Linked DNA regions of Mus musculus: all the other regions are linked to region 1. Evidence: chromatin contacts called from public HiChIP or PLAC-seq and promoter capture Hi-C data. All regions are on one chromosome and are shown on one strand. The core of a region is the stretch at or near the end of the contact, and the rest is flanking DNA. Distances in the headings are between cores, read along the strand shown.

Region 1 (4,951 bases), core at 984-3,483:
CATGGGGAGACTATAGACTCTGTCCAGACAAGTCTGGGTTCAAATTCTGGGTCTACCGCTATTCTATAGCCTCTCTGTGTCCCAGTTTTTTCATCTACAGAATGGACACTGTAACAGTGCTCATCTAACAGTGTTGGTGGGGAAAAGGAAAAATAACTTCAAACTTTGTGCACCAAGCCCAGCACAGGGTGCATCCTTAATCATGGGGGACCGGGGTCGTGGTGCTACCTTCCCAAACTATGCCAGCCAGTTCATCTCTGCTAGTGTCTGTTTCCTCGTATAATAGAGACAATAACCTCTGACTTATGGTGAGCCCTAATGAGGACAGGAATGTTCAAGTCCTCAGTGCCCAGGCTGTACAGCTTAGGAAGTCAAATGTCAAGTCCTGGGCCCAATGAAGGAGGAAGGCCTAGAAGGCAGGCAGGTGGCTCAGACTTCGGCTACTACCCTTTCCCTGGTGGCCTGGGACACAGGTTTGATTTCTCTATGAGTCAGATGCCTTGGTCACAAACCCAAAAACAGAGTGGAATCCAGGAGAGTTAAGGACCCCAAGAACCTCTCAGCACACAGTAGGTACTCTGTAAACGATTCAGCTGCTTACCCTCTTCCTTTCCCACACCATATGCCACCTGGGAAAGCCAGCATCTCCATTTCTGGAAACCTAAACAGCTCTAAATCCTGGACAATGCTTAAGTCTGAGACTTGGGCTTTTTAAAAGACAGCAAATGACTTTTGTAGTCATCTCTGAAGCAGACGGGGCTCGGAGGCTCACAACCACAGGGACCATTTTAAATCCCGGGCCTTTTCTTCTGGGAAGTTAAGCAAGAACCTTCCCAAATGTTTGCCGTGGGGCCCTCTGCCAGAGAGTGACTCACTCCTCCGCTCCCCACAGGCATATTTTATTTGGGGGTGGGGGATCCAGGGAGAGCCTGGCCCCGGTGGGGGAGGGGAACAGTTTCAACACGTCCAGAAGGTGGGGATATTTTTTCTTCTCCAGTTTTCGGGACAAAGAGGAAAAAAAAAATGAACATGGGTCTTTTTTTGTTTCCTTCCAGGTTTTGTCTTCTGGACGACGATGTCCAAAGTTCACTGGTTAAGTTTCTCCTGTTGGGAGTCAGGCACCCATTCAATGAAATTCTTCTCCCATTAGCAATAGGGTTTTTAACATGCCCTTTTACACACACCAGGCTCCTGTGAGGACATTTTCCCCTCAAAAAGTCACCCTGCATTTTGCAAGTGGAGTGAAACTTTGTACATAAACTTTCTAAAGTTTGCTCTAACGCAGTTAAAACTTTCAAACACACATGCACAAACTGTCAATCAAAACTTCACGGACAGCCCTTAGAGGATGTGTCCCAAGCATGCTGTCACCCATTTGTTATGGCCCTCTGGGGCTCGGTTAAATCAGGGAAATATGATTAACTTAGAGGAGCAGGCAGAGAGGACAAGTATCTGGGGCCCTGGGTCTCCCTAGGGCCTAACCCCTAGGTATGGGGAACAGAGTCCAAATCTGGCCTAGCTAGAGACAGCCACGAACAAAGCCAGGGAACTAAGACATATTTAGAAAACCTCAATTCAAGTTCAGCGCAGCCCCCTCCTCAGCCTGCGTGGCCATGCAGAGTTCTGCCAAGGCCGGGCTAAGAGGCTTCCAACCAAAGTCAGAACCTGGGGATCTGCGGACTCACAGAATCCGGCCCAGCACCCTCTCTGGACAGGGTCAGCCGGCACATCACACACACACCGGCCTGCAGTGTGGAGTGCACAGTCTGGATCCTAAACACACTCTCGTATGGAATTTGTACACTTTTGCCCGTGCACGTGTGCACACACTCACTCGGGAACGTTCAGACACGTGGGCACACGTACTCCTTGGCATCCACGGTAAACACTCGATAAACGGATAAACCGAAGCCGAGCCCGTCCACCCGCACTGGTCCACCCCAAACTCACAGCCCGGGCCCCTGATGTGCACACGCACGCACTCCCGCGCAGCTGGGCGGATGGAGCCCGCCGCGGACACCTCGGCCTCCTGCGGGCGTCCCCGCCGACTCCCCGGGCACGCGCGCGCGCCCACAACGCCTCGGGTGACAGTCCCACGCCCTGGCCCGCGCCCCTCGCTGGTCCCAGGCCACTCACCGGCGCTGGCGGCTCTCTCGGCGGCGGGCGGAGCGCGGGTCACACGCGAGTTGGCGGCGCTGCGGCCGCAGCTAGTCCGCTTGGTTCAGCCGCCGCTTCTGCGCGCGCCCGCGCGCCCGCCCCTCCCCGCCGCGGGGCCGCGCCGCCCCCTGCGCCCGTGCGCGCGGCCGCCACGCAGGCTAGGGGGCGCCGGGGGCGCGCTCCCAGCCTGGGTGCCTGATCGTCCAACTCAGGTTGGAAGACTGAGCCTCAGACTCCAAACCCTGGGCACTGAACCCCTCTGCGCGGGCTCTAGACTTTATAAGATGCAGATTCGCTGGGTAACCAATTCGTGGACCCTTCCCCACACCCATGGATTCCTCATCAGCTGACATTGCTCCTCTCACAGCCCTCGCAGGACCGAAATTGACCCATTCACAGAGTGCAGCAGGAGGTGAAGTTCAGTTGATAGCATGCTTTCCTAATCTCAGCACTAGGGAAATTGGGCACCTGTAATCTCTGAATTAGGAAGGCTGAGGCAAAAATGTCTGAAATTCATTCATTCTTGGCTATATAGCAAATTCCAAGCCAGCCTGGGCTACATGAGATGTTGTCATTCATATTATATATATATATATATATATATATATATATATATATATATATATATATATATATATATATATGTATATATGTATATATGTATATATGTATATATATATATATATATATATATATATATATATCAGTGTGTACAATAGTACAGTGTACAAATAGTGCCCAGTACAGTTCCAGAAGTAGGCACCTAGGATAAATCCAAGTCCCTGCCCTCAAAGTGCCAGTATCTCCTGGGGATACTGCCTTCCTGGGAACTCCAGGCCAGCCAAGCATCAGTGTGCAGAAGGTTTTTAGGAGTAAGTGGGCCAGCCAAATACCCAGGAGCCTGGGGGTGGGGGTGGGGGTGGAGGTGGGGGGAATGACCTGAGTTTGATCCTCCAGACCCACACAATGGAACAAAAGAACTCCAGCAAATTGTCTTTAACCTCCCCATGTCTTCCAAATTCACACCAAGTGTTGTATGTTAAAAACAAAAAACAAAACAACAACAACAACAACTGCCTTCATCTATGCATACTTAACAACCCCACTAGGATGTCCAAGCTTCTCTGGGGAGCAATTAAGGTGACTCCCACTTCCCCTCAGGAAGGGATGCTCGTAGCTGGGACAGGTATTGCTGCTTCTGAGTGTTCTAGACTGTCTGTGTGCCCAAGCACCTGCCATCTGTCCATTAATCTGCTGTACATGTCTGGGCACGGGATAGCAACCTGCTGAGTATTCAGTTAACTAGTCTACTTGAGTCCACAGTAATCAGGCCCACAACCTATATTACTCCCCCTGCCTGCCTCATGATGTTCAGCCATTGTGAGGGTGGCATCATGCCACCCATGTGCCCATTTCTTAGATGGCTTTAATGAGGCCTGTGAGCAAAGTCCCCCAGGTGGTGAGTGGTTGAACTGGAAGCAGATGACACAGATTTCTGGTCTCAGCAGCTTATTGCTAGGCAACCTTGTTCTAAGTAAGAAAGGCATGGCCACCAGCCCAGAGCAGCCAGGCTGGTCCCTGCTTCTGAGAGGAGGGAACTGGCACCAACAAGTTATCTCTAATGTGCACACATACACTGTGGATTGTGGCATGTGAGGGCACACACGAATAACTGTTGTTTTAAAAAATGAAAGCTTAACGCCCACTCTAGGAAATCTGAGTTTCTCCAGGAAGCAGACAGTAGGATAAATAAGGTTAAGCAGGCCGGAGGCAGGAGGACCAGGGCTGCTTTCTAAGAGGCAATGAAGAGTGGAGGTCTCTACTGAGGAGCAGAAGTCTTTGGAGGAGAGGGTATGGTTAGGGGCCTGCTGTGTTCTGACTGGGTTCTCTGCTGTAAAAACTGTCCTGGCAGAACAGCTAAGGAGCAGCGTCAGATCACTAGAAAGGACTTTCCCCAGCCTTGCTGAGTTCACAAACACATGCAGTGTCTTCATTTTCAGGAAACTGAAGCTCAGAAAGGCCAAACAACATGTCCCAGGTCTCACAGCCAGTGATGAACCTTAGAGGTCCGGCTGTAGGCAAGCGGTCGTTTTTAAGTGTTAAGAGAATTAGGGGCCCAGCTCATATACCACCACACATCCAGTGAACTATAATGCAGGAACAGGATGGGTGGGGCTTACATAAGGCATCTTCAGTCTCAAGGGATAGGCTGGAGAAACAAACCCACCCTTCTCCCGACCTTCCTCCTTCGCACCCCTACTTCCTTCTCTTTGGCTATGGACCATACAGATGGATTGCAGGCCCCGCTGACATGCTGTGACATAAAATCAAATTTAGTCAGCTCCAAGACCCTCACCATTCCTGCAACACCCATCTTTCTGCAGGGGTGGGGAGAAGGGAGAGGTGCAAGGGCCACTTTTGTTTTCAACTCACAGGAGTTTTTAGTGAGTCCCAAAATGAGTCACTGAAAAGAGGTACTTACTTGCAAAATGCCTCCCAGATTTAGCATGGCTGCCTCCCTGTGTGTGCACTAGACTTGCCTGTGCCTCCCACTGCCAACCACACTGGGAATGTGGTCTCAGGGGCAGGCTCTATGTCTGCCCTGGAGACTTTCAGGATGATGCTGTGTTACTTCATTATCACTGTGCAGTAGAGGAAGAGAAACCATTTTGGCTCTCTGCGCCTTCCCTGGAGCTCTCTGTGGAGAAGCAGCTAGGATCTGCTGCTGCTGGTCCAGTCATCAGGAAGGTGTGGCCTCTGAGGGAGACCTTTATTGTCTTCATCCCCTTCATGG
Region 2 (4,951 bases), core at 623-3,122, 810 kb after region 1:
TGAGGTATGCAAAATGACAGATGAGGGCTCTAAGACCTAGATCTGTCAAGGTCACACAGCTAGTGCACAGCAAACCTGTATTGTGCACTGCAGTGTCTCTTCTCCCCTGGCAGACTTCCTTTTATACTGTAAAACCCAGCTTTAGTGATCTCATCCTCTGTGTATGTGGTCTTTCCTAACTTTACTCAGGCAGAGGGATGAACCTTTCCTCAAGATGCTTACAATCCAGGGAAGAGACTGAGCTAAACTACAGCTTGGTGACATAACAAGGCATTGTTGAACTGGTGATGCACAAGCAGGAAGAGTCTGGACCTGTGTCTCAGGGCAGTCAAGGGGCTCCAGATGGAGTATGTTCTAAACTGATAGAACAACCAGGTTTCCAGAAGGCTAGAATGAGGTGCCAATCAGACATAGTGATCTGGGGCTTAGCATAGACTTCAGGGATATGTTACAGACCTGGGGATAGCTAGGAAAGGACAGCTTTGTTGTTAATGAAGTGTCAAGGAGGGGCAATGGGAAGTGTGTATGTCCTGAAGTTGAAGGCCATACTCAAAGCTTTTTAACTCTAAGTATTAACATATTCTGTGAATGAAGTACTGAGGTCATATATTTTGGTAGTGCTGTGGATGCAACCCTGGACTTTGTCCATGTCAGGCAAGTATTATTGAGAATCATTTCCAGTCCAGAGCTGTTAATATTTGAGTCTGGTACAGGAGCAAGATGAGAAGGGGACCTACCAGGGGGAGTGTGGGAGGTCAGTCCCCTACTGTCTGCTCAAATTAAGTGGGGTTCTTTGCTAGGTTTGCTTTAGGCTAAGGACCTTGACTTATTCTTCAGTGCATTCTAGCACCCTGCCGAGTGTGGAGCATGCAACACACACTAAGCATGGGCTGAACCCCCTGGGAGAATGCTAGGCACTAAGAAGATGCCAACGTAGAGCTGTAAAATAAAACTTGAACCTTTTATTTCTTTCCCAGTACCACCGTTGGAACAAAGTGGGTAGGTGTTTAGCTAGACTACTCCAGACCTAAGGAGGGAAATAAGGAGGGAAAGGATTTCCCGGGCCATTAAGGGTGGAGTAGGGAGAGGAGATTTTGATTTTTGTTCAGTGCTTGCTATGTGCCAGGAAAATTCATATCTATTGTTTTATGCCATCTGCTCAACGGCTCTTAAATAGGAATTACAGTTTTAGTTTTTGTGAAGTGGAAACTGAAGCTCGAGCGGTTCGGTAACTTGGCCAAGGTCACACAACCGGCAAGTGGGAGGGGGAGCGAATCAAGGAGGGATCGGAGTCTCTTACTCAGCCAAGGTACTGCCTGCCCCTCCTCCACCCGGGAGGCATTGCGGCGCTTACTCCGTTAGCGTAAAGGCCGAGGCTGGAGCTGGAGAAGCATCCCGCACCGGGACGCAGAACCTGGGGAAGCCGGCTCTCATTGCGGCCGGGAGCAGCTCTCAGAACCTGCAGTTACGAAGTTAATGCGCGCTTAGCTCTTTTCAGCAGTTGGCCTCCGCCCAGCAACGCTTACCGCCGCAGGCACAGCGGGGCTCAGGTACGGTTTGCGGCCCGGGCTAGGCGCCGCGAGGTGGGCGGGACGCAGTTTACGTAAGCGGTCTCGCAGGTGCAGGCGGCGGCCGCGGGCCTGAGCGCCCTGCGCGCTCCCAGGTGCGCAGTTGACGCAGGCGACAGCGCGGCGCGGCGGCGGCGGGCGCTGGCCGGAGCTCTCAGGTGCGGCAGAGCGCGCGTGCAGGGGGCGCGCGGAGGGCGATGGGGCGGGCTTTCCGTTCCCCAGCAGCCGCGGGCCCCGCCCCCTGGATCGGCCAATGGGCGTGCTCGGCGGCGTCACGTGCTTGCCGCCGCCGCCGCGGTCGCTGCCGAAGCCGAGCTCGGATCCGCGAGCGCCACCAAGGCAGCAGCCGCCGCAGCCGCCGCCGCTGTGCTGAGGAGCCGGAGACGCGGGCGGACGAGGTGGCGGCGGCGGCGGAGCGGGAGCGGGGAGCGGACGCGGGCGGAGCGCGGCGGCGCGGGTAGGCTGCGGCGGGGCCGGCGCCTGCGCGGCGGGCCGTCCCGGGCGGGCGGCGGTTGAGGCGGCGGTTGAGGCAGTTGGCGGAGGCTGCCCGGGCCCCGCATTGTTTGTTGTGCGTCCTTAGCAGCGGCGGCGGCTGCTGAGGCGAGGAGCGCGGCGCAATCCCAGCCCCGCGGCTTGAGCTTTGTGGTCGCCGCCGCGGTACCCGGCCGGTCCGCGTCAGGACTGCGGGTCGCCTTGCTTGCTTTCGGGGTCGGGGTCGCGGGTCCCGGCCCTGAACCTCCCGAGGGCGTGGGCAGCGTGCGGGGCGCCAGCTCTGGGGAGGTGGGAGGGTTCCGGACTCGGGGCAGGTGCTGGAGGACGTTGCGGGCAAGAGCTGGGGAGAGGCTCGGGGGGCGGGCACAGGGTGTGGGCAGATTTGGGTGTAAGGGAGCGTTGAGGGACCCGGCCCCACGGTGACCAGGGCCTCAAGGGCACGCCTGGGGGACCCATGGGGGCCTAGGTCGGGCTCGAGAGGGAAGGAGGACGTTCCGTTTGGGGATTCGGATGGGTGTGTAGGGGGATTTGGGGCGGGCAGGGGCAAGTGAGGTGGTGGAGGGAGGGACAAGATGGGCACCTCTAGGCAGAAATGGAAGGAGCAGATGCCCTGGTTAGCGCTGCTTGTGAGGGGCAGAGAATGGGGCAGGCAGCGGGAAGGCCACCGGACGCCTGAAGGGAAATGGCGGAGGAGGGGTCCGTAGCTGGGAGTGTGGCGAGCAGGCTGAGCCCCAAAAGATGGAGGGAAGGAGTGTCAGAGGAGGGGGTTCTCTCAAATGGTGGCGGTTGAAATTGAGGGTATTCAGGCAGGAGATGTCTGTCTGTGTGTGTGCGCCCAGGACGTCAGGAGTTCCCTAGTGAGTATCTGGCTGGGAAGTATGGAAGGAGACAGGAAGGGGTTGACAGGCTTGGGGAAAATGGCTTGGTTCTGTATTCAGGGTAGAGGAGGATAGAGCAAGTGGGAGGAGGAGTGGTTTACACAGGTACTGAGTTTGAGGGCTTTGGGAGAGAAATGGGGATAAGGAGGTTATGTGGAGGTTTTAGGTTGGGTGGAGAGAGATGTCAAGGCAGGAGGTGTGTGTAGCAGTAAAAGGGCAGCAGAAGTGAGTGAAGCGGAGGGTGTTTGTGTGAGAAATTCTAGTGGGCACCAGCAGAAGAGGAAACCTTGAGGTTGGGAGCACCCTGGAAAGGGATGGGGTGTGTGGCAGGATGGAGAGTGGGGTGGTGAGCAGAAGGGAGGGAGAGGAAATATGGGAGTGGTAGGTAAGGTGTGTGTGTGTGTAAATGGAAATATTCCCAGGGCAGGAGGTGTGGAGAGAAGTTGGGAATGAGGAGGAAGATGGAAGCGGGGGTATGTTTGAAGGGAAATCAGTAGTAGGATGTAGGGGGTATGTTTGAAGGGAAATCAGTAGTAGGATGTAGAGGAAATGAAAGGAGTAGGCAGGGGACAGAAGAAAGGGTATTTTGTAGTAGAAAATGTAAAGGAATAGTACTTATACTGAAGGAAAGGAGAGGTGTTTATGGGTTTATGGCTGTAGCTAGAAGGACAGTTGTATGGAGTTGGTGTGCTGAGGGAAGTAGGATGCTCATGTTTAAAGCAGGAAATGACTGTCAGAGAGGGTTCAGAAGTAGGTTACTTAATTAAGATTTTGGAAGATTCAAGGTGTGGAAGTGTGAGGAAAGATTGGAGTTTTACAGTGTTAAGACATTAAAGGTGGTTGCCTTTAATCTCAGTGCTTGAGAGGCAGAGGCAGGTAGAGCTCTGAGTTAGAGGCCAGCCTAGTCAGTTATAGGAGAGCCAGGGCCACACAGAGAAACACTGTCTTGAAAAACAAAACAAAGACAAGCAAACAAGCAACAACAACAAACCCAAAAGACAGTAAAGGGTCCAAAATTAAGTCACTGAGAGATAATAAAGGGTAGAGTGCAGATGTCCAATGGGAGGAGAAAACTAGGGAGGATTATTTTCAGGCTTAGAGGAACTAGAAATTTGGGACAGTGGACACAGGATGTGGATCCTAGACTGATTAACAGAGAATAAAGGACTTTCAATTGCATACAATATCTTTTTTTAAAATTTTTTTTAATTAGTTATTTTCTTCATTTACATTTCCAATGCTATCCCAAAAGTCCCCCCTCCCCTCCCCCCTCCCCTCCTCCCTGCATATAATATTTTAAAGTTAATTTTTTTAGGATCAAAGAGGTGATGAGCCCCACTTTTAGTTTTACAGCAAGTGAATGGGAAAGGAATAAGGAAGAGCTGACCACCTACTTTCAAATTGGGCAGTATGTGGTGTGTATTCACTTAGCTCTGTTGACTGAGTAGACATGTGGCTATACATTGTGAAGAATACACCCAAAAGGTAAAGGAAATGGAATTGCAGTAGGTGCATAGTAGATGTCTTTGTGAAGCTTCCTGAAAGCAGGTCCCAGAGGCCAGTAACATCAAGAGCTCAAGAGAATATGCAGTTGATATGTTGTGTCTCAGGTACCCAGAAGCTTCCTGGGACAGTATTTGGGTGCTGGATGATGTAATATCAGAGTCTCATGCTACAGGCTGACAAATATAATGTAAGCTTCTAAAAGTGGGAGAAATAGAGCCTTTGGATTCTAACCTTTAAAATGTTAATAACCAACACTGGATTGTCAGCTCTTTTTTTAACCAAGTAATTGAAGTAAACTTTAGCTGAGGCCTTTAGGTTCTTATGTATTTTGGTTTGCTTTGATGGTGTATGTAATGTTAGCTTTAAATGAGAGAAGACACTTCTGGAGTTGGGTGGATGTAAGTCTACCATCAGCTTGCCAGGTACATGGGAATTAAACTTCAGGATTTTGAACCAACATTTCAGTGCCTTGTCTCCTTTAGTGATCTGTAGCTTATGTTAGAATTT
Region 3 (4,951 bases), core at 1,758-4,257, 730 kb after region 1:
AATAAATAAATAAATAGCTCCTCTGTGACGGCTGCCTGCACCCTCAGAGTCAGACCAGAACCAAAAGGGTCCATTTTACAACTGGGGAGATTGAGATCCATGAGAAAGAGAGAGAGGAGGGTATGGACTCAGGCATTGGCCAGGCTGGATCCATCCTTGGGGTTCTAGACCCTGGCTGAGTGCTTCTCCAGCAGGTAACTCACCAGCAAAGCCCAGAGGACAGCTGCAAAGGAAGCCAGCGGCGTGGCTGAAGCTGAAGGCTCCCGGGAAGATGGCCTGAACACCCCCGTACAAGGTCGGGTCAGAGCGCTGCAAGCACTGGCCCCCATTTTGACAGGGGCCCGATGCACATTCGTCCTCATCCACTTCGCACCGCTCTCCACTGAAGCCTGGAAGACATCAGGAAGCACAAGTGTCTAGGCAGCTTCCCCTCCATGACCTAAGCCAACCCAGGGCGAACAGGGACATCAGGATGCAGATACTGACAGAGGGACAACAGGGACTAGTAATAGCAAGCTACCAATTGCTACGAATTCTTTATACTAACATTCAGACACCCTTCTTGTGTGCCAGGTACATCGCCACTCCTCACTGCAACCCAAGGGGCAGGTGCTGTTAGCAACCCTGTTTGCAGATCAGGAAACTGCAGGTGTCAGAGGGCCCAGGCTGCACTCACACATGCACACGGCTTCACACCTGGCACACACACACACACACACACACACACACACACACACACACACACACACACACAGAGTGTTCGGGGTTGGGGGAACACGGCAGGCGCGCACACACCTGGCCAGCAGAGGCAGCGGAAGCTCCGGAAGCCGTCGAGGCAGGACGCGTTGTGCGCGCAGGGCGCAGAGGCGCACTCCAGCACCTCCTGCTCGCAGCGCGCGCCTTCGTAACCCGTGTCCGCGCAGTCGCACCGGAAACTGGCGTGGGCGGGCGGGAGCTGAGCGCGTGCACATCCCGCAGCCCACCTCCCCGCCGCCAGGGCACCCCGCCAAGGGCTCACCCGTTGACCAGGTCGTGACACACGCCACCGTGCGCGCACGGCTGGCTCTGGCACTCGTCCACGTCCAGCTGACAGTTCGCACCGGCGTATCCCGGCGCGCACACGCAGCGGTAGGAACCCACACCGTCCAGGCACGAGCCTCCGTGCAGGCAGGGCGCTGACGAGCACTCGTCCACCTCGGCCTCACAGGTCACGCCTGGACAGGGACAAGAGACATGGAGACCACATCTAGAGGGGCAAAAGGGGCCCAACCAGCAGCCCCAGTCTGCTCCAGTTACCCATATGTTCCGCTCTTTCAGAGGAAATGCTGTCCATAGACCAGAAAGAAACAAGAAGACCCTCCTTGCCCTGACAGTCCCACCGCGGGGTGGGTCCGGAAAAGGCTACTGTTTAATAATGTTGACCTCAATAAGAGAGACAGCTAGATCCTGTTAGGGCAGGAGCCAAGGTCTGTTCTAGGGTGCTGGGAACAGGCTTCTTCAGGAACAGCTTTTTGAAAGCTGAATAAGGCCAGTGATGACAGTTGGTGGCATCCCTCTTGAGGCAGAGGCATAATGCCCTGGGGGAAAGATGGAGAAAAGACAGAACCTGGGGAGAGTGGCGGAGAAAGGCGTGAGGGCATCAGGTACTAGAGCCCAATCAGACTTCTGCCCATCAAGAAAGGTCAGGTTTGGGGCCTGGAGAGGGCTCATCTCTAAAGAGAGCTTCCTGCTCTTCCAGAGGACCAGAGCTCCGTTCCCAGCACCCGCTTTAAGCAGTTCACACCTACCCTAAGAGCAGACCTGCTTGGTTTAGCTTTCGTGAAGATGTTCAGATAGCATTTCTAGAATCCTCTCACCCGGGTGCCTCTTCTAGTACCCGCATACACATGACATAATTAAATATTTTTTTAAAATTAAGCTGTTGGTAGGGATAATAATAGTGGATCTTTATGGTCAGCCACCTTGACCAGATTTGGAACCCTCCAGAGGAGAGACCTCTGGCTATATCTGTAAGGGAGTTTACAGGGGGGTTCGACTGAAGAAAGAGGATCCACCCTGAGTCTGGGGAGCACCATCCCCAGGACTGAGGTCCTGGATTGAATACAAGCAGGGGGAAAAACAAACAAACAAAAGGAAGACAGCAGTCAGAGCGCCAGCCTCAGAGGACACAATGTGACCAGGTGACTCTTCCTTATGACGGACAACATCCCCACAAGTATACCCGTCCTTGCTTTACTTACTTCTTGTTAAGTATTTAACCACAGCAATGAAAAGGGCAACCAACCTAGGAGCTCAGCAGTGCGGTTCAGAAGATCACTGGTAGCTTGGAGAAGGATGTGAGGAAGGAACCCCACAGAAGAGGGCCACTCTGGACAGGACACACTGGAGTAGGGTCACCAATCCCTATGCTGTCTTGACTTTAAAACTGGAAGTTCAGGGGGCTGGAGAGATGGCTCAGCGGATAAAAGCACCGACTGCTCTTCCAAAGGTCCTGAGTTCAAATCCCAGCAGCCACATGGTGGCTCACAACCATCCGTAACAAAATCTGATGCCCTCTTCTGGAGTGTCTGAAGACAGCTACAGTGTACTTACATATAATAATAATAATAATAATAATAATAATAATAATAATTTTTTTAAAACTGGAAGTTTCTGGTTCTACCTAGGAATTCCCATGCCTCTGGGGAAACCCAGAGTACATGTTGGCCCTCCCCTGGATAGGGGTAGAGACAGAGGGAGATGGAGAATCTCCAGGTGTGGGGATTTATGAGGCAGGTCCTGTCAGTGTAGGCGTCCACAGCCTTTCCCCTGCCACCTAAGTAGGTTTTGTCATGGGGGCTCAGGAGCCAGCTGACCCCAGCTGGAGCCCTCCCTACTTCCCTGTCCAGCCAGCCCCAGGACTCCTCCTTCCCATGACCCTCCTGCCCCACTCCTATCCTCTGTGCCAGGGAGAGCCAGGCCCAGGCGGCCTGGAATCCCAACTCCCCCACCCTGCTGGGAGCAGGAGGGAAATGAGTCACGCAAAGCTGCCTGCTCACATCACATTCGGAGGACTGCTGCATAGACAGTGCTCACTTGCCTGCTGACAGACACACAGACAATTCCCACAGAAGCATACACCGATTATGACACAAGCAAGGACTCAGAGCACCCTTAGAGCAACCATATATATGCAAATGGCTGGGACAAGAAGTCTCACCTGCACAGATATTCAGATACCAAGAGGGCAAAGATGCAGAGACCGGTGTCTTAACCAACTCTCATCCCACGGTGCCATCTCATCCCTCCATGTCCTTCCTGAACTTGCCCCCCAGTCTGTATCATTTGCTCAGAGGGAACTTGAAACTGCCTCACGGTTTGAGAGCAATGCCTGAATTCAGGGTTGGTGGAGATCCCAGTGTCTATACTGCAGATTCCAGACTGCACTAAATTAAACATCCTTTGAAGATCTGTCCCCAGCTGTCCCCTCCCTCCTGACATGAGGCAGCTCTAGAAAGCAGATGTAGGAGTAGGAAGTGACCGGGGTGAGGTGTCCCCTGGAAGAGAGAGACATGTGTGTCCATGCCGGTCGTGCTTCTGAGCATGTGTGTCTACATCATTCCTCTCTTGGGAACAAGGATGGCGAGGGACTCATTCCCCATCACAAACAGGAAAGAATCCCAGTGGGCTAGAATTCAGGATGCCCAGAGGACTGAGGTCCAAATTACATCCTGAGCCTTGCCAGGGCCCATCAGGTGAGCCATACAGGGAATACACGGCAGCTTGACACATGTCTAGACTGAAGGAATGCTAGAGATAACCCTCTGGGCATCCTCCAGAAAGCCAAACCAGGCAGGTGTGCCCTGCAAGGGATGCATGAGGCTCATTCCCCATCTCCAGTGGGGACCACACTCAGTTCTGTGGCAGGGACAAAAAGCAATATTTGTCAAGTAATTGCTATGTGCGGGGCCCCACATTAACACACAAACATACAAGTACTGATCCCACCTGCCAGATTAACCCAAGAAATGTCAGCTGTGCAGCCAACCCAAGAGTGGTTAACAAAGCTGCCAGCCAGCTGGAGCATTCCGGGACTTGACCGATGGGCCCCTTGCCCATCCGTGGTCCAGTCCTCCAAGGTGACCAGTACCTGCATATCCCAGGGGACAGTGGCACTCGTAGTGATCTGCCAGATTTTGGCAGGTGCCCCCATGCTGGCAAGGCCGGGACGCACACTCATCGATGTCCAGTTCACAGTGGGGTCCCTGGAATCCAGGCACACAGTAGCAACGGAAGCTGTTAGGATCTGGGCCCTGGGGCACACACAGTGCCCCGTGGTGGCATGGCTGAGTAGCACAGCCTCCAAGCTCTGAGGGCTCACAGGTATAGCCACCACTTTCTGTAGCCTGGCACTTGGTCCCTGGAGCACATGGGTCTGAGGCACAGACACTTGGAGTCTCTGGAGGAACCAGCCCTGTAAAACAGAAAGCAACTTGGCAATATGGGCAGGGTCTGCAGGATACACTCTTCCCCTACTGATAGCCACAAGTCTAACACAGGTCTGTCCATGTTCAAGAACCTGTGTGCACACCAAGGGCATCTGCAAGCTGATTACTAATGAAGATATCTACACCTGAAACGGAGATGTTTTTTTTTTTAAGATTTTTTAAATTATTATTATACATAAGTACACTGTAGCTGACTTCAGACACACCAGAAGAGGGCATCAGATCTCAAGATCTCATTACGGGTGGTTGGTTGTGAGCCACCACGTGGTTGCTGGGATTCAAACTCAGAACCTTTGGAAGAGCAGTCAGTGCTCTTACCCGCTGAGCCATCTTGCCAGCCCGAGGAGGATTTATTTACTTATTTTTGTGCTTATTTTTGAGGACTATCTTATAGTCCAAGCTGATCTTGGATCAAGATATACTTGTTATATATCCAAGGATGACCTTAAACTTGTGATCCTCCT
Region 4 (4,951 bases), core at 1,397-3,896, 690 kb after region 1:
GGCCCTTCCCAGTACATCTCTCCAGAACCATCTTATGAAGGCACAAAGATCATGCTGTGCTAGGATAAGCCTAAGCCAGATGTCTGTTTGAATCTGGTGTTATCTACCCAGCATCCATGGGTAGCTACTGTCTGGGTAAATGTCAGATGTCCTGTGCTTCTGTTTCTTCCTCTTCCCCCACTGAGTGCAGAAGTTAAAATTTTGGGTTAGGAAAGGGGGATTTAAATAGCTCCATCTGTAAGCTGGGAATCTACCATCCAACCATATGAAGTGGTAGAGCCATTCAGTGCCCCTATGAAAATGGAATCAACACAAACTCCAGGAGACATAGCTGCCAACGGGTTGGAATTTTCTACTCCCTGACAGCAGAAGGAAGGAACAAGCAGCAAAAAGACACACTTGGGGGACAGGAAAGACTTCTGGGTCAAACCTCATATAATATAGCAAATGTTTCAGAACAAACCTTAGCAGTGTGGATTGGGGCTTCATCATAACTGGACTTGAATGCTAAGGGTGTATGACATTGGGGCAAGGACTGAAGCTGTCTAACCCACCTTCCTCTTTTTTATACCAGGCCCTCATTCACAGTGGCCTTCTATAAAGGTAAACATGGATGATATTTGGAAGGCATTCTCTCTAACAGGTTTTCCAACTCACCACTTCCAAATAATGGCCTAGTTTATCAAAAGCCATTGTTTGCCTAGGATTTTTATAGGCACTGAACTTTTTGGGGGACCTCAATCTACCTGGGCCTCACAGTAGTGCTATGTACTAAGTATTGTGGTCACCTATTTCAGAAAAGATGTTTGGTAGCTTAACCCTTACCAAGGATCACCAAACTGTAGAAATGTAAGTTCCTTCTGGTGTCCCCAGTTCCCTAAGTCTCTGTCTTTATGGAAATGAGGTGGCCTTAGCACACAGGACTGGGACAGAGACTGGGCTCTGGCCAGATGGACTTGCAGTGAGGTCTCTGGGCAGCATTCTGTCATGGCAGGGATAAGAGTTGGAAAGTATAAGCACCCTTGAATGTACCCAGGACTGGGCTAGGTACTCCATATCTCATCTATTCTTGTTCCAGCCCACTGAAGGCAGATGTCATTTCCCTTGGTCTTCATAACCAAGACTACAGAGATAGTAAGAGACCAGCTGGCCTTTGAGACCAGACCTACCTCTCAAGTTCTCAACAGATGGCTTTTGGCAGCCATAGGTAGTTGGTAGGGAGCTCCAGGCAGTCTTAGAGGCCTGGGCTCTAGGACAGCCAGGGGTTCAATGTGATTCAAGGCATGGTAGCTCAAGTACTAGAGACAGCTCTTGTGTACTGTAGTCTCATTATTGTGGGAATTGGGTAAACTGTAGGGTGCCCAAGCACCTGAGAACTTGAGGAAGCAATGTTGTCCCAAAAGAAGACTGGGTAGTGTCTGCCTCTGCCCCTAGCCAGGGCAAGAGGTAATTCACTGGCCGTGTTCTTGGGCTTCCCCTCTTCTGCAAGCATACCCACTGAGAGACAGACTAGGAGGCTAGAAGATATGTTGTACGGGACCCAGGGTTCCCAGGCCACAGGGACTATTATGTATTCTGGATGCATTCATAGACACCAGCCCACACTGGATGGAAAGAAACTCGAGAGACCTGGATCATGGAACTCTTAAGGGTCACAGAGAGGACAGCCTGACATGATTCTATGTCAGGATTTGCCAGGTCACTGGCTATAAACATGGCTGAGTACAACAGCTGCTGGCCTGGGTGGAAAAGCCATGGGATGGTAGGCACTCAGCCTTGACAGGAGGGATTGTGTAGCCCAGCACCTGTGGCTGGAGCTTGGCTATGACCAGAGGGTCTGAGGGGTCTTCTTAATAAGGAGAAAGAAAGAGCAAAAGAAAATCATGCTGGTGTCTCCTGGATGAAGGGCAGTGTCTGGAGCCACCAGGGAGAAGGGAGAGGCAGGCTGCTGTGGGCCACATGTGAAGCACTTTATCAGCTATTTATTATTTCTTGCTCACCATTAAAATCAAATGTACTTGGTGCTTTTGTATTCAATACACACTTAACCCTGCCGACTTAGATTTCTCAGGTTTTGAATCCGGTGGGGAATTGGCTGGCTTCCCAACTTTCCTCTCTAGTCCCCCCAAACAGATCTGGAAAGCCCTGTTTAGCATTCTCTCCCCTGGTGCTGCTGAGATCTTAGCAGTGGTGGGCCAGCCCCTGTTGTGTATGAGAGTGGTTTTCCCCTCCACCCAGGCTTCACCCTTGCTAAGCACCCCAGAAGAAGGATGGTACTGCTGAAATACACAGGGGTTTATCTGCATTGTCTTTGATTAAACCAGTTGTCTGTGTGTCTAGGCCTGGTTGTAGCCTGCCACTGCATGGGGTGTGTGTGTGTGTGTGTGTGTGTGTGTGTGTGTGTGTGTGTGTGAGAGAGAGAGAGAGAGAGAGAGAGAGAGAGAGAGAGAGAATGCACCATTACCTCTTAATGCCTGCCTTTGTGGATATCTGTTTGTAAGACTGTATATACACTGCAGTCTCTGAGCCCTGGTGCATTTGGGTGTTTGTCTATAATGATAATCCTACACCAGTGAGGAATGTGTGACTCTGGGTGGGTCTGTAACCACAGGGGTGACTGTCTCTGGTCCGTTGTGTCTTTCCCACCCTCCCTCACCCCTCCCTCCTCTCCCTCCTCTGTCTGTTTTATCATCCCTAATGAAGCAGTCTCCTCCATCGATCCTGCTGATTGCCAACCCATTCCTTTTGTTTGTTGGCGCTGAGCCATTCAGCAGCACTCTGACAGCTCAGCTCGTCTAATTAGCTCTGTTGTTCTTTTTCCCCATGTTTCACCACGTTGCAAGTTCAGTTGAAGTTGCCACAAACTTAATCCCCCCATTTCAGTGGCAAGTTCACATTCTTAACCTGTCTTCATTGTAGTAAGGAGCAGCCCTGTGTGGGACAAGCTGACAGGCCATAATGTCTGACCTTCCTGAACTCAGTCCCCAGGTCCCTGGCAAGGGCAGGAGAGCTCTTCCACCCAGCTGCATTCTCTTCCTTTGTAGGCAGAGTCTCAGGGATCCAAGAAGCCTTGCTGGGGAAACCACTTCCATATGAGAGTGGGGACAGATATAGCCATGTATTTATTCGGCAAATGTTGACCAAATGTCTGTTGAGTGGCAGGCACCTTTCTAATAACAATGACAACCACAGCAGTATTTACTGCTGTTAGATTCCAGACAGTAACATTGGCCTGTCTACAAATCTTGCTGAAGTTCCACTATGTACCAGGCACCTCACAGGATGCTAAAAGGATTAAGACTATCTGCAATCTATCTTCTTACAGGCACCTCCCCTCCTTCCTTTTGCTATTGATAAAAGGGGGCATCTCGATCACAAAGAAGCAGGCAAGCATTTCTGGAGCTCACACTCTGTGCAATGTCCACACCAGTGTGTTACCCACACCCTGTGGTTAAGTCTTAACAATAGCTCCGTGGAAGAAGACAGCATGTTTTGTGGAATGTTCTTGGCCTTTACCACATCTCTGATTTGCCAAAGACGTCTGAGCTCAGACTGGCCGCTCCACAGGAAAATCTTTGGTTTGGTCAGACGTGCGCAGACCTGAGGGTTCCATGAGACTCTATCGAGATTGGTCTTGTATGCAGCCAGCCTCTGTAATCTTGTTCCTAAGCCATTGTTTTGTGTCGCCCACCAGTTGCTGGGGGGCGGGAGGGTTGTTCTGAAGAAGGGTTGTTGTAATGGAGTGTGGGCACTGTCTTTCTCGTCTGTCAGCCAGTGTCTCATTGCAGCTGCAGAGAATGCATGCTCCCTATACCTGCTGCAATGCTGGCTCATCTGCATGAACAGCAGGAGCCACAGAGAGACATTCTCAGCTCTCTTCCCAATCTCTGTGACATTAGAAGTGGTCAGAGGTGATGGTACCATACACAAAGTCACATAATACTGATTAGACCAAATGAGACTCATTCTAAGAGTACCCAGAAATTCACAGCCTAACATCTATCACGGGCTCTGATGGGACAAGGAAGTGGGCATCCTTTCCTCTGTGGCTTCACTATTGTGGCAGCTCAGAATAACCCATCTACCCACAGTGTAGTAAGAGGTGAGTGTAGGAAGCTGCCTGCTGCCCTCGTGTGCCCACTGCCACCGTAAGCTGTGCTTTGTGCAGCATCCACTTTAGCCCTACTGGAAGACAGGGCATACGGTACCCTGAGAAGCAAGTTGGCTTAGCTGGGCACTCTGTGGAGTTGTCAGTTGCTCCCTCCTTCCCTTTAGAGAGGAAAATAAGTATCCTGTAATTCAGCTGTAAAAAAGTATTTTGAGTGTGAGTCCCCCAAACAAATGTGAGTGGAACCTCTTTGTTCCACACACTGAATTCCATAAATAGGGTGTTGCTGTTCTGCCTCCCATGTTGTTCACACCTCAGTCAGCTCTCTGAGAGGCCACTGGGTCTGCAGATGAGGAGAGCCTTTCTGGCTTAAATTCCAGAGAGCATATATATCCATATGCTGTATGTTAAGTGGTGGTGTTTACGTAATAACCAGGAGACCATGGTAGCCCAGGCCTGGAGAACCTGTAACCAAGCCCTCTGGGGCTGTTTACCCAAATGTTCACAGTGGACCTGTGGGGCCTTTTTAACTCACTCCTTCTTGGGGATTTCCCCATGTTCATCCTTAGGTACGGCCTCCTCGTCCACATGTCGTCAGGAGACCCAAGAGCAACATCACTGTGGAAGGCAGGAGGACATCTGTCTCAAGCCCTGAGCAGTGAGTACTATTGCTCCCTCTCATCTCTCCCCAGGAACCCAATGAGCCAGAGCTTTGTGGTGACCAAGCATGTAGCCCCAGCCTTCCTCTTGGAGGCTCCTTTGAAATGCTGAGCAGGTGTTAAATAAGGCCAGACAGGGAACTTGGTCATTGGTGTCAGAGTCTGAGCCTCTGTTGTCACATCA
Region 5 (4,951 bases), core at 834-3,333, 670 kb after region 1:
AAAGGCTTTTTAAAAAAAAAAAAGTCAATTAGGCGTTCTTTATTAATGTACTCCCTGAAAATCAATATTGGGGGTTGCATTTCTCTGAGTAAACACCCTTGTATTGGTTCTAGAGATCCAACTCTTTAACCAACTGCTTTCAAGGACCCAAGTGCTTAAAAAATTGTCTATTCATTTGATTTTATTTCTTTCCTCTTAATTAATACATTGTACTCTTTACAGAAATTGAAATTTTCATCCATTTCCTACCTATGGTTATATTTTCTCAAGTAAAAGGATTATGTAGCCTTCCCTACCTGTCTTAATCAACTAGTCAAATTTATCAAACATAAATGTGTGTATAGTGTATGAGGTTTGGTGCTTTTGGTTTGATTTGGTATCTGAAACATGGCTCCATTAGGTATGGTTGTAACAAGAATTTGCAAGGTTCCTTGTTGTAGTCGTCATTTGTTTTTCTGGTACTAGGGCTCTAACCAAGGGTCTAGTGCTTGTTCAGCAAGCTATGTTGTACTATTGAGCTTAAATCATCTGATTCCTTAGCCATTCCTTAAATGAAGTATGATAAAGCTAGTCTGTATGAGTTTTTCTTTTTTAGATTCTACTTTCTATGTTTATTTTTATTTTATTTTCCCCTATTTATTTATTCACTTTACATCCCAATCACAGCCCTCCTCTCCTCCCAGTCCACCCCTCACATGACTCCTCCCCCATCCCTCCCCACCTCCTTCATCTCTGAGAAAGGAGAGGTCTCTTCCCCCCTCCCCCCCACCCCGGGTACAGAATCCCTCCAGTTATTGGAGGACCAGCATGAAACCAAGCTACCTGTCTGCTACATATGTGCAGGGGACCTGTCTGTATGACTTCTATTTACTGTTAATAGGATTGCTATTTTACCTCAAAAAGGACCTAGAATCCTTCATTTAAAACATTTCTTATTTTGAGACATTTATCAGGTGCCATTATGTATCAGGCATTGAACTACTTAAAAATAAAGTGAACCAGCCCCTTCAGATGGCTCAGCACGGCCAAACCTGACAATCTAAGCTCAGTCTCCAGCTACTGCATCATAAAATGAGAAAAGCACCTCTCCCAATTTGTCCTCTGACTTCCACATTTGGGCCTAGGCACACACAGCCCCCACATACATAAGTATATGTTTACACAAACAAAAATAAATAAAAACATAAGAGGAAAAGGAACTAGCAAAACAGCCGCTGTGGGTTCTTTTTGCAGAACATAACTGACGAATGAAATCATTCTCTTCTAGTCAGTCTTTTCCAGTAAACGTCCAAACCTCATCAATTGGGGAAAGCTGCACCTCTTCTAATTTTATACTTAAAGGAATGTCATAGAACCTGGCACATCCTGTAAAGCAGAAGTGCTGACTAACTGCCGTTCTCTTCAAAGCGCACCAGTGTCTGCACCCCGAGGACCTGCCTCTCTCCTCTGGGGCTTGGGCCCTTGTTGGAGCAATCCTCATCCTAGTTCCTGGCCATGTGTGCTGAAAGCACAGCCCTGGCTGTCACCAGCATGGCATTCCAGAGTCAGCTTCCTGCTTTCCTTTGTCCTCATTCCTGCACATGCGAACCTGCCCATGAAAGGAACCCTCACTGGAGTTGGGAGCCCATTACAGAGAAAGAGGAGGCAGAGGGGGGAGGGAATTCATGGTGTTAAACATTCCATTTTCAAAACACACAAAAAAGGAGGCCCTATTTGAAATAGAGAGACCTTCTTTCCATTTCAGCAAGAAATAGAGAGATGCTTTAATGTCATTCCCAGCTAAATGCAGAATAAGAGTGTGTGTGCTCACACGGGTGGGGGATAAACAATTAAAAAGCCACCCCAAACTCTGTTGAAATAAGAGCTGTCTGTGCCTTCACAGGTCTGCAAACTGGGGAGGATGAAAGTGGCTTTCCCCCACCCCCCACCCCCATTTGTCACTTCCCTCACGTGGCTGCCAGCATTATGCAAGTGTACAGGAAGGCAGGAATTTTTTTTAATGCATGCATACGGATTAAGGTCAAGCCCCTAGTATCAGCCGTGCAGCAGGCTCTCCCTTCCAGCTGCAGCCACAGAGCCTACCCACAGCCGCGAGATGCCTTAATTGAGACGTGCTGTCAAAGTGACAAACACATTTGCATACAGTCTACACTCTATTTATTTTCTCTGGAAAGGTCTACAGTCTGCTGTTGGTTGAACATTCTTAATCAGTTTGCTGCAAGTGAACCGCCAGCCAGCTCACTTGAGCCAGGCCCCTTCTTATTAGGTGACAGATTAGCAGGGAGGAGGGGGATAGAGAAACCACCAGCACCCCCCCCCTTTTTTTTTTTTAATTCTTTCCAGACTTGCCCCTTGGATTGTCCTTCAGTCCTTCCCTGGGACCTTCTCTGATGAGTCATTGATCGAAGGAGTACAGTCTTTCTGGGCAGTCTGAGTTTTAAGAGTTCTAACAGTTTAAAAATGTACATTTTTCTGTGTTTTCCTTACTTGGCATTGTTCTCTAAACCATTTGAACCTGATATGCATCCAAACTGTAGCTTCATCTTACAGTGTCTCTAAAGTCACAGATTTAGCATACTAATCCAGTTTTTTTCTAATCCATAATAACATTTAATGTTCACTTACGATTCACCAGTGCTACACATATAACCCTAGTATGTAAATCCTCTCCTTGGGGCTGGAGGAACAGGCCTCACAATATCTTATATGAAGGCAGGGACCATGACCTTATTTTATGGATCAAAAGCTGAAAGACCTGAAGGGACCTGCTCAGATGTATGAAGACTCCAAGCAGTCTGACTCAAACCCCAGTCATAACCCTCAACATTCCCACTCTGGTCTTACATTCCTCAAGTCCACTTTCTTAGCTAGAGTTGGTTTAGTAATACAAGTCTATAATCTTAGGCCTTGGGAAGCTAAGGCAGGAACAACACAAGCTTGAAGCCAGTCTGGGATACATATAACATTGTGACTCAAAAGTAAGTAATAAGATGAAACAAAATAAAACTAACAAAAGTTCACTTCTCTGGCCTGTGAAAACCAGGACTGTTGTAATAGTGACATTAATCCTTCTACATTACAGCCCTGGTGCTGGTGCCTAGGCAGGACAGTCCCGGTGGACACATCCTACAGGGCGACAGCAAAAGGCCCTCTACAAAGTCCTCAGTGCCAAGAGAAGCCACTGTCAGGGAGAAAAAAATAGTTTCTTACCCGATGCTCTCCTCAAGGCTGGGACTGGGCCCCTATTTGCATACACACTGTTTCATCCACACACTGTAAGATAAGTAAGGGCCCTGTCTCCATCCTTGTAAGACATGATGGAGACAGGCCGACAAATGAAGAGGGGAAGAGAAGAGAGGGGGGAGGGGGAAGGAGAGAGAGAGAGAGAGAGAGAGAGTGAGTGTGTGTGTCAGAATCAGAGGACAACTTGCAGATATTAGTTGTCGCCACCATGTGAACCTGTAGATCAAATAAGTTGTTAGGGTGGGCAGCAAGCACCCCTACCCACAGAACCATCTCGCCAGCCCCTAAAATGCAAACCTTTTAAATAAAGACTAAAGCTAGGCAGAATGTAACACCCCTGTAATCCTAGCACTTGAGGGGGTATGGAGGTAGGAAGGCAGAGTTCAAGTCCAGCCTGGGCTACATAGGATGCTGACTCAAAAGAAATAACAAGTAAAAGGAGAATACTTCACAAGTCCTAAGGCCAAATGGTTGCTAAGTCGTTGCTTCTGAATTGGAAGGACTGAGTTACTCCTCACAGGATCAGTAAACAGTGGCACAGCTGCTCCAAAACACCTCCTAAGAGGGATCTATAGAAGGGAGGACAGGGCATGTCCACTCCCTTCCCAGACCCCCCAGGTAGAGGTAAAAAGACAGAACACAGGCTAGAGATTCAGATCCTATGTTTCACTCTTCTGAGATGGGGAGAGGGATTTCCTTCCTGTCCCTGGCTTTAGAAGGGGTGAAGAAGCAGGGTCCTCCCCAACAGAGTGGGAGCACCCATAGGAATAACATCATGCTATGACCCTTCTCCCTTGGCAGAAGTCATTAGAGGTGGCACCTTCTATAGAAGCTGTTCTCTGCATCTAGTCAAATGGCCAAGCTAGCAGGTACTTTGAATATCTGTGCTCACTGAAATGTGTCATGGCCATGAGCTAGCTGGTAAGGAAACCAGTTTGGCTGTGCTGCCATGGTTCACTCATGTCTACTCTTGAACCAGCACAACTCCTCTGCTTCTCTTGGCTGAGTGCAACCCTCCCTCCCTGCTAGAGAACTGGACAAATGCTGGAGTCCAGGGATGCTTGCTGCTAGCCCTGAGTGCAGGCTGCCAAGGCTCATTGAGAAAGAAGTGGGAGGACCAGTTCTCAGACCTTCCAGACTTGCTTTGTTTCCCACAATTCAATGATCTGCAAAATGAATAATTGCTTGTTGTCCAATGTCCAGATTCCAAAACATACATCTTAAAATGTACCTCTCCCTCCATTTTAACAAGGGAATATGAACTTTTTTAATGTAAAGTTTCAAAAGCTGTTTAGAGGCTAAAGTGTTGTCTTAATGGTTTAAAGCACTGGCTGCTCTTCCAAAGGACCTGGGTTTAATTCCCAGCACCCACATAGAGGCTCATAACCATCTGTACCTCCAGTTCCAAAGGATCTAACATCCATTTCTGGCTTCCATGGGCACCAGACATACACATGGGGCATAGACATGCATACAAGCAAAATACCCATTCATATGAATAATTTAAAAGTTGTTTTGTTTTGTGGAAGTAAGATCCTGGCTATCCTGGAACTTGCTCACTGCATAGACCAGGCTGGCCCTGAACTTGCTGAGATCTTCCTCCTCTGCCTGGGATTAAGGCATAGACCACCATGCCTGATCCTTAATTTAAAATTTTTAAAACTGTTTAAACCAGAATCCTAATCAAGTACCATAGTAGCTCTGTGAT
Region 6 (4,951 bases), core at 1,832-4,331, 580 kb after region 1:
GAGTGTTGGGTGATGATGGGGGGGGGGGGGGGGCAGCAGTACTATGGGATGGGAATGCTTCCCAGCGACTATACATTTTTTAGTGGTCTGCTCATAAAATTGCACAAATTAGTGCTCAGAAGATGGCTCAGCAGTTAAAAATGCATACTGTTCTTGCAGAGGACCTGAGTTCAGTTCCTAGCACCCACATTAGGAGACTCATAACAACCTGTAAGTCCAGCACCAGAAGAATTGATACCTTCTTCTAGCCTCAATGAGCCACAATATTCAAGCACATAGACACACCCACATACACTCATAATGAGACAGACAGACAGACAGACAGACAGGCAGGCAGGCAGACTGTATTTTGGGGATTTAGCTCAGTGTAGCCTGCATGATATACACACAAGGCTTTGAGATCTATCCATTGCACTAAGAGAATAAAATAAAATCGCACTCGATCTTGGTTAAAATGTTTAAAGAAACAGAAATAAGAAGCACCCTGGTCCCATCATCTAGAGTTGAAGTGGTGTCAGCAGGCCTCCACCCTATTTTTTGTCTTTGATTTGCTTTTGGTTCATATTGCTTGGGTCTTGGGTTTTAGTTTAGTTTTGTTGTTTTCTTCTGTTAGGCAGTTGAGCTATCCTTGACAAAGCAACTCAGCATCCCACTTACGAGTCTGTTTTTGCCGTTAGTCTGAGTAAGCACTTTAACATCATATAAAATCTCTTATCAAATGTCATTGAGGACAGCCTGGTTGTGGACCACAGTTACCTGGGAGGCTTCCAGAGGGTGAATATATAAGCCCACTGACAGGGTTTTATCTAGTACCTCTGATTTAAAATAAGGGCCAAAGCCCACTCATTATCCTGATGCTGGTCTTATTGGCTGTTGTTAACATCCCCCAATTTTAAGCCACACTAATAAGAACAGCTTTTTCTATCTTCATATGTAGTTTGAATGATTTTTCTTTTTTTCTTTTTTAGTTCTTTCTATTGGAATATTTTTAACTTTTTTATTGATCCTTTGTTAATTTCACATCAGTACCCCAATTTCATTCATCCCTCCATTCCTCCATATCTGCCCTTTGCCCTTGCAACCTCCCTATCTAAAGAAAAAAACAAAAACAAAAAACCAAAACAACATCTTGCAGTGGAAGCTGCTATGTATCTCACAGTATATACCCTTTTACCAACACTTCTTTGCTTGCAAATGATCTTTGCAATGAGCCATTGGTCTGGTTTGAGGTCTCTGACTTCTGCCACACTGTCAATACTGGATCCTTACTGAGACGCCTCTTAGTTAATGCCCTGTGTCATGGACATCCTTCAGCTTTGGTTCTGTAGGACTGACCCCTTCACCAGCTCCAGCACTTCATAGATGGAGTAGATGTTGGGGTAGATCTGGGCCTGGGTGGTAGCTGAATTGGTCAGCCTGCCAGCGCTCCTGCACCCATACCACTAGGGCCTGCTCTCCTGCTCCCATGCTTTCCAGGTACAGCTCACTGCACCATCTACCAGGGCCAGCTCTACTGTGCTGCCCAGGCAAGGTGTGGGGCTCACTCTTCCGAGTGCTGTAGCCCATGAGAGGTAGGACCAGCTCTCCCACAGTGCCCAGTTGAGGGGCAGGGCCAGCTCTATTCAACACTCAGAATCAACACTCAGGATCCAAGAACATTTCAAGCTTTGGTGCTGAGGGGAGGAAGAAATGGGTGGCCATGTGCAGAGCAGTTGCAGAGAGACTGAGAGCAGAGAGCGCCTGCAGAAAGGAGGGCCCTGAGCAACCTGGAAGTCACTGCCCAACCCTCTGCCACACTTGCCATTACTACTTGTGCTGTGTTGCTGTCCAAATGGCTATGGTATCTTCCCACCCAGACTAGTGCTGTGCTGTGGTAGGAAACTGGTGACCTCAGAGTAACCACTTGCATTGCTCTGAAAGCATGAGCTGCTGCTGTCTGCTCTGCTCCTTGGCAGCTGTGACTTAGGACTCCTTCAGACCTCTGAGCCTCAGTTTCTTTCCATGTGGAGCCTGATCCTTGCAGGATTGTAGTGAAACTTGGATAAGCCTAGTCCAGGGCCTGCCTGCCAGCCCTTGGACAGCAGCTTGTCTCCTGTTCTTGCTAGGATTCCTTTCCAGCCAGAAGTATTTGGGATGCAGCTCCTGTAGGGCCAGTTGATCCTTGCCTGCCTATGTAGAAGCCTGGCCTAAAAGGGTCCTGCCTATGACTTAGAGCTCACTTGAGAGCCTTTGTAGGTTTTTTATTTGTTTATTTTGTTTTGCTTATGTTTTTCCCTTACTGGAAACATTCAGAGTGCCTTTGAGCTTTGTTTTACCCGTGTCCAAAGGAAAGGGAAGGGCCATCTTGCTGAGGCTTCTCTATACTGAGCCTAGCCTGGTCTAGGTGGGTCTTTTCAGGGCCAGATGTTTCAAAGGGACTTCCTGTAGTCAGAAAGTGAAAGTGAGGAATAACTGTCTACCCCTCCTCAGTGGCTCCCACAAATCAGTCATAGTTCACCTTCAAGTGGCTTCCCAGCCACGATCTTTCCTGTTTACCTGACCTTTGTCTTGTCCATTTACAGATGGGGCAGAGGCTCTACTTGGCAATGACTTCCCAGAATGTAGGAGAGCCAGGAGGAGACTCCAAGACAAGGTTCCTCCCACTGCACTCTCCTGCCTGTCTTCTAGTTCTCACAAGTTTCATCCTAGGCAGGCCATGGCACAGAGTGTAGGTGTTAGCCAGTGTATTTTGGACTAATGGACAGAGAATGGATAGGGGAGTGCGGGAGGCACAGGTTAGCCCCAGGCCTGTGTTCCGTGTGCATGCATTGCTCCTTATCCTGTCTGGAGTCTCTGGAAATAGCTTTTTCCTGGAAGAGAGGAGGTGTCTGCAAATCACAGGGGTATGTGACCCACTTTTCAGTTACCTGGAAAAAATCAGTGGCAAAGCCTAGGGCATTTAACAGTGTTGCCCAAGCCAACTTGTTCTTCCCACTTAAATGACAGAACCACAAGCAGCCAGGAAGCCCCATTCGGAGAACCTCTTTATCCATGTCAAGCACAGCACAGGCTCCAGCTCATTTATTTAGGCCTTTCTTGCTCTCTGACACGCCTCCTGGTAGTTGCCAGGCAACTCTGGGAGCAGCAGTGTGTGTTGGGGATTAACTAGTTAGGGCTGGGGTCCTTTTTGGCAAGAAGGGGATAAAAGACAAATGATTTTAATTGCTAGGCCAAGGATCCATTATCTGCTTGGTAGAAGAATACAACTTTCACAGGATGTGGATAGTAGTGTGATTCTTGAGTTTGCCTTGAGTCCCCTTTTCTCTCCTAGGGAGAAGGCATGCTTTTTAAAAAGAATATTCTACCTTGCTCCTTTGTTCAAAATGATATCATCAGGAAATCTGAGCAAGACTGATCCACCCCCTTTGAAATGCACTGGCCTGTTTTGACGAACTCTTGAAGATAGTTTAAGCTTTCATTTGATCCTTCTATGCAGTCTCTTAACTCCTCCTCTACATGGAGTCACCTTGAGGCAGTGCATATGAGGATACATCTCCTGTATCTGGCCATATGGGTCCTGGAAATGTCTACTCAAAGAGCACATTTGCTTGGTACCTAGGGAAGTGGCCTGTTCTGTGTATTGGCTGTGGAAACACGGCTTGGTGAAACATTACGGGTACTCTTATTTAGTTAGCCAGTGTGGCTCTCTCAGGGCCAACCCACTGGCCAGCCTTCCCTGTGGTGACAGGAGCCTAGACCCTGCCCTTAGTGCTGGAGTGAATGCTATAAACAAGCTGTATGAACACTCAGCATCCATCTCAGTCAGTCCATTCTAGATGCTGATAAAGAACACTCATGTCGTTCACCTTATATCCCTTGATTTTATACATGGTTTTTGCTGAGTCATATTTATCCACCTAAAACCCCTCAAAGGCATAGAAGTTAAGATAAAGGCAGATTGATAGCTTGGTTTTCAAGCATGAATGCACCAGACTGTGTTGTACCAGGTCAGAACTGTACCACAGGTTTCAGAATTCTGCTTAAGTAACATTGCCCATCTCCTGAGCTGGCAGAGAGAAACCTGTGTTTATGTTTACTTTTGGAGAGATGAAAAATAAGAAATACTCGTAAATAAAGAAATTAAGGCATCACCACAACTCCACCAAACGTGTTTGTGTGTGTATGTGTATATGCAATTTATGAATGCATTGCATCTGCTTGTTTCCCATGATACAAAGGGTATCCAGAGCTCAACAGATTAACGAATAAAGTCTGTTTGTCCCACACTGAATGTGGCATCTTATACATTTTACACTGTATGTCACTGAGTAAGCCACAGCCATTGTTGCCCTGGCCATACTCCCCTGCTGGGCTGTTAAGTTGTTCTTACCTTTCAATATTTTAGGTAATAATCTACCAACATTTCAGTTAATAAAACTTTGAGATGCTCTTACTCCTAAGCTTTCTGGGTAAAAGAAATTCAGGTGTGTGCAGGAGCCTGACTCTAGGGGCCTATTTGTTCCACTGTGGGGAAAGGCCATTTTCAGCTCACTCATATGAGAGAAGCTGAGTGGGGCACACCGAAGCCCACATGATGGGGTGTGGTGTATAAAGGATTCCTAGAACTCGGATAGGGTAGTGACTAATTGCCCATGTTTCCATCTTGAACCCAGAAGGACTTGAGCAGCCTTAAGACACTACACTCAGCACAGATGAGGAACAGGGAAACAAGACTGGAATGAGTACCTGTGACCAAGCACAGGCCCTGTGACTCTATATATATCATTTGAATGGGGAAGCCTAGAATGGACCTGAAGTCTGTCTTTAGACTATTTCAATTGTGGAAAATACAAGCTTTGTTGTTGAGACCATTGCCAGTTGCACAGCTGAGGGATGGCTGCACTCACAGGACTACACAACCCTCACCCTGAAAGTTCTTATAATCTCCCATTCCAGTCAGCTGATCCTGAAA

The links. Promoter capture Hi-C pulls out the DNA fragments that hold promoters and counts their contacts. HiChIP or PLAC-seq counts read pairs in DNA pulled down with a chosen protein or histone mark.
Region 2: a contact with region 1 is called in a promoter capture Hi-C map of second pharyngeal arch cranial neural crest. The contact joins the promoter of Strbp here to the promoter of Nek6 in region 1. A contact is called at or near these places in 4 of 39 promoter capture datasets (cranial neural crest, maxillary cranial neural crest, pre-B cells and 1 more) and 1 of 115 datasets of contacts at active chromatin or transcription factors (astrocytes).
Region 3: a contact with region 1 is called in a FOXA1 HiChIP or PLAC-seq map of pancreatic cancer cells. The contact joins the enhancer-like site here to the promoter of Nek6 in region 1. A contact is called at or near these places in 1 of 39 promoter capture datasets (hippocampal neurons) and 5 of 115 datasets of contacts at active chromatin or transcription factors (astrocytes, bone marrow-derived macrophages, embryonic forebrain and 2 more).
Region 4: an H3K4me3 HiChIP or PLAC-seq map of embryonic forebrain shows a contact between it and region 1, with 7 times the contacts expected there. The contact joins the enhancer-like site here to the promoter of Nek6 in region 1. A contact is called at or near these places in 1 of 39 promoter capture datasets (cranial neural crest), 1 of 15 datasets of contacts at CTCF or cohesin (large pre-B cells), 1 of 484 Hi-C or Micro-C datasets (cortical neurons) and 7 of 115 datasets of contacts at active chromatin or transcription factors (the NIH/3T3 cell line, astrocytes, bone marrow-derived macrophages and 4 more).
Region 5: a contact with region 1 is called in an H3K4me3 HiChIP or PLAC-seq map of embryonic limb bud, with 5 times the contacts expected there. The contact joins the enhancer-like site here to the promoter of Nek6 in region 1. A contact is called at or near these places in 1 of 39 promoter capture datasets (cranial neural crest) and 6 of 115 datasets of contacts at active chromatin or transcription factors (cardiomyocytes, embryonic basal ganglia, embryonic limb bud and 3 more).
Region 6: an H3K4me3 HiChIP or PLAC-seq map of embryonic basal ganglia shows a contact between it and region 1, with 5 times the contacts expected there. The contact joins the enhancer-like site here to the promoter of Nek6 in region 1. A contact is called at or near these places in 2 of 39 promoter capture datasets (cranial neural crest and hippocampal neurons), 4 of 484 Hi-C or Micro-C datasets (the HPC-7 cell line, cerebellar granule neurons, cerebellum and 1 more) and 6 of 115 datasets of contacts at active chromatin or transcription factors (the NIH/3T3 cell line, embryonic basal ganglia, embryonic forebrain and 3 more).

What each region holds. Positions count from the first base shown.
Region 1 is chr2:38,508,979-38,513,929 of GRCm38.p6, reverse strand. It overlaps Nek6 (NIMA (never in mitosis gene a)-related expressed kinase 6), which reads right to left and starts at 2,233. Exons shown (of 10, transcript NM_021606.3): 1 at 2,137-2,233.
Region 2 is chr2:37,700,266-37,705,216 of GRCm38.p6, reverse strand. It overlaps Strbp (spermatid perinuclear RNA binding protein), which reads left to right and starts at 1,872. Exons shown (of 18, transcript NM_001379315.1): 1 at 1,872-2,025.
Region 3 is chr2:37,782,702-37,787,652 of GRCm38.p6, reverse strand. It overlaps Crb2 (crumbs family member 2), which reads right to left. Exons shown (of 13, transcript NM_001163566.1): 2 at 4,130-4,453; 3 at 1,019-1,214; 4 at 796-935; 5 at 204-389. Among named protein-coding and RNA genes, the nearest start is that of Crb2, 8.9 kb to the right of the region's middle. Within about 2 kb of position 3,007, at least 32 of the 459 cell types and tissues checked have an H3K27ac peak or open chromatin away from gene starts, as enhancers often do. A contact at or near this core is called in pancreatic cancer cells, where this site is marked.
Region 4 is chr2:37,816,731-37,821,681 of GRCm38.p6, reverse strand. It overlaps Dennd1a (DENN/MADD domain containing 1A), which reads left to right. Exons shown (of 23, transcript NM_001362973.1): 20 at 4,678-4,766. Among named protein-coding and RNA genes, the nearest start is that of Crb2, 43 kb to the right of the region's middle. Within about 2 kb of position 2,646, at least 24 of the 459 cell types and tissues checked have an H3K27ac peak or open chromatin away from gene starts, as enhancers often do. A contact at or near this core is called in cortical neurons, embryonic basal ganglia and embryonic forebrain, where this site is marked.
Region 5 is chr2:37,839,468-37,844,418 of GRCm38.p6, reverse strand. The region is part of intron 19 of Dennd1a (DENN/MADD domain containing 1A); the gene reads left to right. Among named protein-coding and RNA genes, the nearest start is that of Crb2, 66 kb to the right of the region's middle. Within about 2 kb of position 2,083, at least 85 of the 459 cell types and tissues checked have an H3K27ac peak or open chromatin away from gene starts, as enhancers often do. A contact at or near this core is called in embryonic basal ganglia, embryonic limb bud and forebrain, where this site is marked.
Region 6 is chr2:37,929,346-37,934,296 of GRCm38.p6, reverse strand. The region is part of intron 13 of Dennd1a (DENN/MADD domain containing 1A); the gene reads left to right. Among named protein-coding and RNA genes, the nearest start is that of Crb2, 160 kb to the right of the region's middle. Within about 2 kb of position 3,081, at least 60 of the 459 cell types and tissues checked have an H3K27ac peak or open chromatin away from gene starts, as enhancers often do. A contact at or near this core is called in embryonic basal ganglia, where this site is marked.